Regions from separate parts of the Macaca mulatta genome. Here region 1 is linked to region 2. The links are chromatin contacts, called in public Hi-C maps. All regions are on one chromosome and are shown on one strand. The core of a region is the stretch at or near the end of the contact, and the rest is flanking DNA. Distances in the headings are between cores, read along the strand shown.

Region 1 (5,852 bases), core at 3,124-5,623, 550 kb before region 2:
AGGGCGGGAGTTTTACAACATTGCATTTCTTCTTTTTATTTATTATTTATTTATTTTTTTGAGACAGAGTCTTGTTCTGTCCCCCAGGCTGCAGTGCAGTGGTGCAATTTTGGCTCACTGCAACTTCCGCCTCCTAGGTTCAAGCGATTCTCTTGCCTCAGCCTCTGCGGTAGCTGGCACTACAGGCACGCAACACCATGCCCACGCTTGACTGATTTTTGTTTTTTTAGTAAAGACAGGGTTTCACCATGTTGGCCAGGCATGTCTCAAACTCCTGACCCCAGGTGATCCACCCGCCTTGACCTCCCCAAATGCTAGGATTATAGGCGTGAGCCACCATGCCCTGCCAACACTGCATTTCTTTTGTAAAAAAGCTTTCTTGGTCAGATAAGGAAATTCCAAAGAAACTGTACCCTTGGTGCTTCGGGAAAGAGGATCAGGGAGACAGGGAAGGGTCAGAAACAGACCTTGATTCTGAGGGCTTTCAATTTTCAAAGCATTCAGCATGCTGAAGTGCTGTATTTTGGGGAATCATTTTTCTGTGCCTCGATAATATTTTGATCATATGTATGACTTGAAGCTGTTAATAAAAGTTGCGGTGTTTGAAAATCCTTGCCAAGAGAATTGGAATCCTAAGAATTGTTGGCCAGGCACAGTGGCTCAGGCCTGTAATCCCAGCACTTTGGGAAGCTGAGGCGGGCCGATCACCCGAGACTGGGAGTTCACAACCAGCCTGACCAACATGGAGAAACCCCGTCTCTACTAAAAATACAAAATTAGCCAGGTGTGGTGGTGTATGCCTGTAATCCCAGCTACTCAGGAGGCTGAGGCAGAAGAATTGCTTGAACCTGGGAGGCGGAGGCTGTGGTGAGCCGAGATTGCTCCATTGCACTCCAGCCTGGGCAACAAGATCAAAACTCTGTCTGGAAAAAAAAAAAAAAAGAATTTCATAAAAAGCAGCCTCTGCTTTTATATGTAATTCTGTAACAAAGTCAATGTGTTGTGGGACCTTTATTACTTTATCTTACCAGATAGGTAAAGGATGAATAAATCTGCCTTTCACTTACATTTATGATTAATCAGACAGGTCAACTAGTGCGAATAATTTGTAACGAAATAGAGAAAAAAAAAAAATCAAGGCATGCCTTGGATGTCATTAACTATTTTAGATGATATCTTTTAAGCCATAGGAATCACAGAACGCTTTTGTGTAGGTATACAATGTTGCATTTTTAAAAGGGAAGTGAAGCAGGAGTGGGCAGTAGAGGGAAGGTGGGTCAATGGCATCTACCTCTAGACCTAGAGAGGCTGAGGTGTGAGAATCACTTGAGTTCAAGAATTAGAGGCTGCAGTGAGCTATGACTGCACCACTGCACTCCAGCCTGGGCGACAGAGCAAGACTCCGTCTCAAAACAAAAACAAAAACAAACAAAAAACAAACAAACACAAATGAACACAAGGGAGGTGAATGAAGGGAGAGGTGTTCAGAAGGCTATTACAATAGTTTTGGTGTAAGGCAATGGGAGGGGAGAGGGGTCTGAATAAGGATGGCAGCAGTAGAAGAAAAAGCAAGCCATATGAATGAGGTATGATGGGACTTAGGCTTTTTTGAAAGAAAAGAATCAAATCTGGCCCTACAATTTAGAGCCTAGGGCGCTATGTAATTATTTATAAACACCAGCTCAATTATTAAGTGTGAGGGCAAAATACAATTTTAGATTTGTATAAACTTAGAAAGTTGATTACCCATGCCCTCGGACTTAAAAAAAATGCTCAAAGTTCTTAGTAAGATTAAAAACAATAAATGTAATAATGCTGATGGCATTTCTATAATATATAAATATTAAATAGTTTAATACTCATAACAACCCTATGAGATTGGTATTGTTGTTATTTCCATTTTGCAGCTGAGGAAACTGAGACAGAAAGAGATTTGCCTAAGGTTACAAAGCTTTCCAGAGCAGTCTGGTTTCACAGTTCGTGTTCTTAATCACTATACTATGCTGAAATTACAATGTTAGGATAAATTAGGAAATTCAAATAAGAGAGATGAATTATTTTAAGTGTTTTGAGCTGCAGCTTTCTGGCAAGTAGCTGAACACGAGGAATCTCAGTTTAGGAAAAATCAAGAACAGACTAATTTTGGGAGACCTAAGCGAAGGCATGTAGTAGAGAACAGATTGAGGAAAGAGGAGGTGCTAGCAAAGAAATCAGAAGACCAGCAAACTAGGTAGGTGTAGATCCAGGGAAGTGTCTTAAAAGAAAGGGAAAAAGCGTTTCAAGTAGGGGATGGGGATTGGTGAAAACCGTAACTGTTTCTTTTGAGAAATGTGTCAATGAAAGGAAGGCTGATAGTATAGCAACCGAAGGGAGTAACATCACTGAATTTAAAAAAAAAAAAAAATTTTTTTTTTTTTTGATACGGAGTCTCACTCTTGTCGCCCAGGCTGGAGTGCAGTGGTGTGATCTCGGCTCACTGCAACCTCCACCTCCCGGGTTCGAGAGATTCTCCTGCCTCAGCCTCCCGAGTAGCTGGCATTACAGGAGCACACCACCACGCCTGGCTAATTTTTGTATTTTTAGTAGAGACAGGGTTTCACCATGTTGGCCAGGGTGGTCTCAAACTCCTGACCTCATGTTATCTGCCCGCCTCGGCCTCACAAAGTGCTGGGATTACAGGCGTGAGCCACCGCACCCTGCCAAGACAACAGAAACTTCTGAGAAACAGAAAGGAAGAAGACAGTGGATACGAAGATACTTACGATATAAGGCGCTAGGAAAGTAGTGGTTGAAGGAGGAGGTGGGAAGGGATGGCATAGTTTCAGGCAGAGGGGGTGGCTTTGGAGAGAAGGAAAAGGGTTCTGGGTTAATTTGGTAAGACATTTTGAGATCACGAACAGGAGGTGGTCACAGATATTTTATTATGGAGGGAATGTCAAATCGGAATTGGAGTCCCATAGCTTTGAGCCCAGGAAACTAGATGAATTTATCTATTAGTATGGGCTGGGACTGGCATCTTTAATAACATGGAAAGCTTGAAACAGTCTTTGTGGAAAATAGGATAGGAAATCAGCCAGAGATTAGAAAAAAACCCAAGAAAATTATAAGGAGGAGTCCAGTCACGAATTCATATCCAATCTGGACAGTTATGACTTCCTGCAGTGAAAAGCCACACATCTTGCAAACCCTTGAGAGAGAAACCGCAAATAGGGGTAACCTATTGGAGATAGGCCCTGAAGACTATAAAGTAGTTGAGTGATTCTATACTGAGATAGAGTTGGCTATAGCGATAGAGCAGTTAGTCAGATATGGGGCTAATGATCCAGTAGAGTAAGGATTCACTTTTGTGGTAAAAAGTTGTAAGCAGGTGAAAGGTAGGGATCCATAACCATAGAGGGGCAGGTGGAGATCAGGGAAGAGGTGACGTTCAACATAGTTAATTATTTCACCTTAGTGATTATTTCTCTTTTGGCATCTAGAAGGCTAAGATTCTCATGTTTATCTCAGAGCTACTGAAAGTAGTCCTAGGTTGCGGAAGGAGAAATCCAATTTCACAGCTGAGTCTATTTTCTCAGTCTAGTTATATTCTCTTCTCACAAACTAGCCAATGCTGCCGCCTTATGCAAAGCCAGCACCACGGAGAGGATGTGCTTTACAGAGGCAGGATGACGCCAATCGGCCTGGGGCGGGCAGTGTTTCGTCTAGATTAATGGCGAGGGAAGTCCCCAACAGTTCCTTTGAAACCTTTTCACCCTCGCCTGGTGAAAGCGCTTGTCAACTGTAAATCGCAAATATAATGCTAAGCTCTGAGGCCCTTGTTAAATCCAAGTGGGAGCAGAGATCTGAGCTGCCTCACCCTCGGGTTTCCGCAGGGCGTCTCGAGAGCTGTGGGTGGGGGCAGCAGGAGCCGGGCGGGGACAGAGGAAAGCGCCGGCCCTGAGACCTAGGGAGGAGCCTCGGTGAAGGAACCCGGGGTGGGTTCCTGCCTAGGTCTCCAAGAAGCTCCAAAAATGGCGGGCGGCAACTCGGAGAGCCGGACGCGCAGGCGCCACCGTGGCCGTTCTTCCGCCCGCCTCGGGCGGCCCAAGAACAGTCCACAGCGCCCTTATCCAGAAGCCTACGCCGCTCGCGATTGGCTGAACTGCGCGACCGCTCCGTATGGGGGCGGGGCCGCCACGCAGCGGCCACGTTTCCCGCCCCGCTGGTGCGCGTGCGCGCAATCCCCACAGGAAAGCGTTTGCGCGCGCTCCTGCCGCGGCCCCTAGCTCGCGCCTCAGCTCCCTCCCCTTTCCGGGCAGGCCCGTCCCGTCAGCAAGGCAGTGAGCACTGCGGCCAGCAGAGGGCGGTCCGGACCCAAGTCTGCAGCGGCGCCATTGGCGTGTGGAAAATGCCACCAGATGGCGGGTTAGGATTGCAGCTCCGTTGAAGGCGCGGCCCCCGCTCCCGAACCCCCGGCGACCACCCCGTAACAACCCCCCCACATCGGGAATAACACACCGGAGACTTTTGGGGGGAAACTAGGTCGACGGCCGGCGGCGCCCGGATGGGCAGCTGAGGTGAGTGCGGGCGGCGGCGACGGCGGCGGGGGGCGGGAAAGAGGGGGAATGCGGCGGCAGCGGCGCGGGGGCTGGAAGCGCCGATCCAAGATGGAGGCCGGGCGAGAGCGAGAGAGCGCGAGCGGGGAGCGGGCGGGCTGGGCGCGGGCCCCGTGCGGGGGAGGGAGGCCGCGCGGGCCTGTGCGGGGTGCGGCGGTCGTGGGCCGTCCGAGTGCCCGGAGAGGCGTCTGTGGGCGCGGCGGGCACCCCGGCGTCTTCGTCGCTTGCTACCCCTTCCGCGGGCACCGAAAATTTTGCCCCCGCCCGCCCGGGCACTACGGCGACAGGCGCGGAAGCCTTTGTGGCGCGCTTGGGCCCGCCGCCAAGCCCGCCCTCCGCCCCCCCCTCGCCCGGGCTCTCGGGACTCGCCCGCGCCCAGCGGGGCCGGGCCGAGGCGGGCTGGCGCGAATGCCTTCCGCCGCCCGCCGACCTGCGTTTCTGCGGTGTTTTAGCGGCGGCGGCGTCACATGACAACGAGTTCGTCTCAGCGGAGGGGCCTGGGGGTCGCTCGGCGGGTCGGCTGGCCCAGGCTTCTTGTTGGCGGGGTGGGGCAGGGGGGTGTTGGCTGGGGGAGATGGGGTGTCCATGCTGGGCTTTCCAGCTATCTGCCCTCTCAGCCCCCGACGGGGGCCTCCTTGTGAAACGTGTCCAGGCCCAAGCACTACCCCGCTAGTTTGCCAGTCCCCTGAGAGACGAGGCCAATAAAAGTTGTTTTCCCTCCTTTCTCGAGGTGGGGGCGGGGTGGGAAACTAGAGTGCTTAGAGTTGGACCTGAGCCTCGTTTGCAGGGTCCGAACTGGGTGCTTCTTGTGTGGTATGGGTACTAAGAAATTTTCAGGTTTTAGGATTGTCACATCACCCCCATCTACCCATATTTGAAATGTTATCGATTCTCTTCACATTGCAGGGAATCGTGCTCCGGGCGTATAAGTCATGGGATGGTTTCGTACACTTACAAAAAGCAATGCAATTTATGATTAAAAAAAAATTATTTGCTGTTAAAGTTGGTGTTAAGATGGATAGAGTTTTTTTCTCGTGGTTCTGACTAGAAAGACTATTTTGCATCTTTGCAAAAATACACGGGAAATATCTGAATTGGCACAGAGTTGTGTGATTTGTAACTTATGTGGAATTTGAATGTGACTCTACATTTTAGTTTTCCTTGTGCTTTAAGAAAATTGCACGTTCTGATGGTGGAGCATTTACGGAAATATACAGAACAGTGAAAATAAAAATAACTTGTTTATTGTAGGGTGAT
Region 2 (5,110 bases), core at 2,572-5,071:
ATGGGATTACAGGTGTGAGCCACCATGCCCGGCCGAGCATTTTTTAATACATTAATTGGCTGCTTGTATGTCTCTCTCTCTCTCTCTCTCTTTTTTTTTTTTGGCATTTGCTCTGTCGCCCACGCTAGAGTGCAGTGGCTCGATCCTGGCTGGCTGCAACCTCTGCCTCATGGGTTCAAACAATTCTCTTGCCTCAGCCTCTGGAGTAGCTGGGATTACAGGCACCCGCCACCACTCCCAGCTAATTTTTTTGTATTTTTAGTAGAGATGGGGTTTCACCATGTTGATTGGGCTGGTCTTGCCCTCTTGTCCTCAGGTGATCCGCCCCTCTAGGCCTCCCAAAGTGTTGGGATTACAGGCATAAGCCACCGCACCTGGCTTTTGTCTTCGTTTGAGAAGTGTCTGTTCATGTCCTATGCCCATTTTTTAATGTTTTTTTTTTTTTTTTTTTTTTTTGAGACGAGTCTCGCTCTGTCGCCCAGGCTGGAGTGCAGTGGCCGGATCTCAGCTCACTGCAAGCTCCGCCTCCTAGGTTTAGGCCATTCTCCTGCCTCAGCCTCCCGAGTAGCTGGGACTACAGGCACCCGCCACCTCGCCCGGCTAGTTTTGTGTATTTTTCAGTAGAGACGGGGTTTCACCGTGTTAGCCAGGATGGTCTCGATCTCCTGACCTCGTGATCCGCCCGTCTCGGCCTCCCAAAGTGCTGGGATTACAGGCTTGAGCCACCGTGCCCGGCCTAATGGGATTGTTTTTTGATGATCATTTTTCTTAAGTTCCTTATAGATTCTGAATATTAGACCTTTGTTGGATGCATAACTTGCAGATTTTTTGTCCTATTCTGTAGGTTATCTGTTTACCCTGTTGATAGTTTCTTTTGCCGAAGCACTTCATTTTCTATAAACAATTCATTTGTTTCCTTTTTAGGCAAGGCCCAATCCAGCCAATAAATATTAGAAGAGAATATACTTCAAGATTCTTTACCTCTAACTACCATAATTTGTAAAAATCCAGTTATGAGAAAATTAGCAAGGTTAATGCCCTGCAAATAATCACTTGCCTAGGGTGACTGCTAATTTATTCTGCCTTAACGGAAAACAGTGCTGATTATTTTACTCTCTGTGTTGCTCCTCTTGGGGAGAACCTGTGTGTTGTGGGAGAAGCCCTTAGAATCTAGAGTAAAAATAGAACCATATAACAGTTTTATTTGAAGGAGAGCTTAGAAAAGATCTCTTATAAAAAAAAGAGGAGCTTTTAAAAATGAGAGTGGCTTTTAGAGTATTTGTCATTTTCCACGTATAAGGCTACCAAATACAGTTTGCACAGCTAATCAAAATTAGGAAGTTGGATTCTTACTGCTTAATATTTAAGTGTTGGTAATATGGTAGGTCTGGTAAAAAAAAAACACAAACCTGCCTTCAAACGATAATAGAAATTATAAATCGAAATTGTATGGGTTCCCTTGATACCTTAACTATTTCTACTCACCTCAAGTGGCAGCTTGTAACTAACATGTACCACATTTACATGTGTCATATACGTGCCTGTGTACATATGTAACATGTGCCACAAAAGATTTACACACATCATAATTTTCACTTTGCAAACGTGTAGAGTGTCTACTGTGCATGAAAAATTGTGCTGAGAAGCTTTGGTGTGTATAGAGATAAGAAATGCTTCCTATGGCCTGTTACTATTTGTGCTACTCAAAAAAGGTTTTGTACTTTGAGAAGGGAGGGAAGTCATCCATTAAGTTAGGCTTTTGTTTATTTATATCCCAGTGCCCTTGATCTCCTGCAAAAACAAAAGGCAAAAGCTTGTTTTAAAAAACAAAATATTCGCAAGGATTTGGGTTTGTTCTAGAGCATTTTTCAAGACATCTGTTCACATAGAAGAGCTAGGTCTTTTGAAAAAGCTAAATCTTTCAAAAAAAGGGAGTTCGTTTTGTTTTTAAAACACGACTCTGTTCCGGTGAGAGCTCGGTGAAGTCCTGATCGGCGCCCATGAAGGCGAGGCCGCTCGAGTCCAGGGACCAGAGGCCGTGGGAACAGCCCGGGTCCGACGGGTACGCGCGGGGGGTGGGTTCGAGCCTCCACGCTTACACACAGTCAGCCAGGGCCTTAGAGACCTCCGACGGCGAACCACCGCAGAGAGGCGCTGACCGCGGCCCCGACCCGGCAAAAGCCGTCTGCACGCCTGCTGGGCGCGCAGCCACGTTCACTGCAGCAATCATTCCGGCTCGGCGAGAGCCAGCCAACCGGCCCAGGCTGCGCCCTTTCCGCGGTCGGGGTGAGCCGTTCCAGGAGAAAGGCCGCGAGGGCGGGGCTTGGGGCCTGGCGAGGCTATTTCCTCACACCGCGGTCAGTCAGGACGAGAGGCCGCATTCAGGCCAGTGCAGAGCGCCACATGGCGCTACCAAGTCGGGCCCCGGCGTTGGCGGGCACAGAAGCAGTGTAATGCGGGAAGCCTGCAGCCCACACCGGGGAAGGATGTGCCAGCTAACGAATGTTTCACCACAGCCCACATGCCTGGGAGAGGGAATTTGAGAGCACGTGGGGGAGGGGCGGCGAGAGCTGTCGGCTCGCAGAGAGCATGCTCCGTTCTGAGAGCCGAAGTGGAGAGCCAGGCATGCGCAGTGAGCCCAGGGTGGGTTGGCAGCGGTGAGGGACTGGCGCGAGCGGGCTGATGTGTTTATCCGGTTTTCTGGGTGGGCGGTCAAAGCGCACGCGTAAGGGCGAAAGGCGGCGGAGCTAGGTAGCGGCTTGCGCATGCGTGGAGTGAGCCGGTAGCTCTGGGAGGCTGTGGAGGGGGTTGTTAGAGGAGAAGCAAGGGAAAAGGGAAGCGAAGGGAGGAAAGGGGGGAGGGGTGAGAGTGTGCTCTGCGCATGCGTGCGAGCGCTAGCGACGACGGCGGCGGGGGAGTCTCGGGGATGACAGTGGCTTTGCCCGTTGGGGTAACGGTCGTCGTCGCCGCCAGCAGAGGCCTGAGGCGCCGCACAGCCCGCGGGATCCATTAAGGCCGCAGCAGCCCGGGCCCTACCGAGCTGGGGTGGCGCGTGGAGTCGGGGTGAGGGCGGCGAGGCCTTGCTGTGTGCGCTGGGCGGCGGCGGCGGGGCCTGGCGGTGTGAGCGCTTGCCTCCCGCGGCCGGGAAGGCGCTGAGGGCGGCGGCGGCCGTCGTGCTCGGTCGAGGAGTCGTCTGTGTGTGCGGCGCCGAAAAGATGGCCGGGCAGTGAGGGGGCGGCGCTTGCGTGTGGTGACCCCGGAGTGTGCGACTGAGGAGCGAGGGGCGCCGCCGCGGCCCGGTCGGGCCTGCTCCCCGCCCCCTCCCGCCCGCCGGCGGCGGCCCGCGCACTTCCTCCCCGGCCCTCCCCTCCGGGTTGAGGACTCTCGCCCGCCTCGCCACCTCGGGGAACTGCGGGCTGCAGCCTACGGGGCGGAGAGCCAGGGCGCAGTCTGGGCCCCGCGTCCGATATGGAGAGTGCGGCGACGGCGTCCGCCAGCCGCAACAGCAACCTTCGTCGCCGCCGCGGTGTCTTGCACTAGATCCGGGAAGCCGCCGCCCGACCGTCGTCCTTGCCTTCGCCGCCGCCTCCGCGCCCTGCACTGGGATGGAGTAAGAGGCTCTGCAGCCCGGGAGAAGCGTGTCGCGCCTCAGACGGGGCCGGGGCCTGCTCCCGCGCCCGCCAGCTCGACCTGAGGAGGCGCCTCCGTGTCCGGAGATGGAGCTCGAGTGCAGGCCGCCCGCCGAGCCGCGGGGCTAGACTGAGCGCCGAGTCCCGCCCCGAGCGCCCAAGCCGCCGCGTTCTGCGCTCTGTGGTCGCTCCGGACGAACTCGAACGCTGGTTTCTCTCTCTCTCTCTTATATTTTTGGAAGTCTCAGGGACGGAGGGGCGCCAAGGCCCCATGTGTGGGAGGATTGCTTCAGCTCCACAAACTTGCACGGATTCTGGTTACTTGTTTGGCCAATGGTTCGGCTCTGATTTCTTCCGAATTGTTGCAAATTCGCCATCGTTCCCTGGCTGCTTACAAAGTTGGATCCGGAATTTCTTTTCAACCGGGAGCCATTGGTGTCGAAGTGTCTGCAATGAACCCCGTGAATGCTACTGCTCTCTACATTTCCGCGAGCCGCCTAGTGCTCAACTACGACCCCGGAGACCCCAAGGCGTTTACTGAGATTAACAGGCTCTTGCCTTACTTCCGACAGTCCCTTTCGTGCTGTGTTTGCGGTGAGATGCTTTTTATTGTTCCCTTTCAATGCTTGTTTTTAAAAAGCCTTCTGGGCAGTGGTAACGTGAGCGGGTCGACGGCCTGGTGGTTGGTATTAAGCTTTTGTTATTTGTGTCGCGCTGTGCGGTCATTAGTTTTGAAACTCGCCGAGGGACTTTTGCCCGGCATTTCAGAAAGGCAGAGAACCCTTTCAGACCGCTTTGTGCAGTGGCGTTAACGTTCAAAATGGTTTAATTCGCCTCGGTTCATCTGGTGGTAGTGGTTTAAGTGGGGGTAACATGCATGCACAATACTTTGCCGCGGGAGCTGATTTCGTACCTACAGCGGTTAAAAGTGGGTAAACATGACGAAGACATGCACATGTGGCGTGTTTGCATTTCCCCAAGCTGGTGTTACGTGGGAGTGGTGGGCTAAGCTGATGAACCCACAGCTGGAGAACCCGGCGCGGAACTTTCCCCCGGGTTCATCCCCAAATGCTTTGACGGTTTGACGGTTAACAGCAAGCCGGGGAAGGCTGGTGGTACTCGAAGTGCTTTTTAACTGGTGGGATTTTTACTTACCACGTTTTCATTTTGTGGTTTAACATACTTTGGCTTCGTCGAGGGTTATTTTAGATGTGTTTGTTCAAAAAATATTAACTCGTGGTAGGTAGGATACTTTTTAATTATTTTTAAGATAGAAGACATATGCTAAATTGTCTAAGGAAAATATCTCAAAAGTGATAATTTGAGTGTTAACTGTGCAGGTATAATAATTACTTGCTTTTCGAAAAACCTGGACTGAGACGTTAATACAAAGGAAAGGGCAACTGGCAAAGCAGTAAAGTAAAGCTCTACTTAATAGTCTATCCGAAGTTTTGAAGTTTTGGTGATCCACTTGTTTAGTT

Evidence for each region. Hi-C and Micro-C count contacts between places; a contact is called where the count stands out from the background.
Region 1: a contact with region 2 is called in a Hi-C map of fetal cortex germinal zone, with 5 times the contacts expected there. The contact joins the promoter of STAG1 here to the promoter of MSL2 in region 2. A contact is called at or near these places in 3 of 14 Hi-C or Micro-C datasets (blood, fetal cortex germinal zone and liver).

Annotation. Positions count from the first base shown.
Region 1 is chr2:39,752,239-39,758,090 of T2T-MMU8v2.0, reverse strand. It overlaps STAG1 (STAG1 cohesin complex component), which reads left to right and starts at 4,373. Exons shown (of 34, transcript XM_077991520.1): 1 at 4,373-4,556.
Region 2 is chr2:39,200,521-39,205,630 of T2T-MMU8v2.0, reverse strand. MSL2 (MSL complex subunit 2) reads left to right here and starts at 3,821. Exons shown (of 2, transcript NM_001266958.1): 1 at 3,821-4,223. The coding sequence starts at 4,082.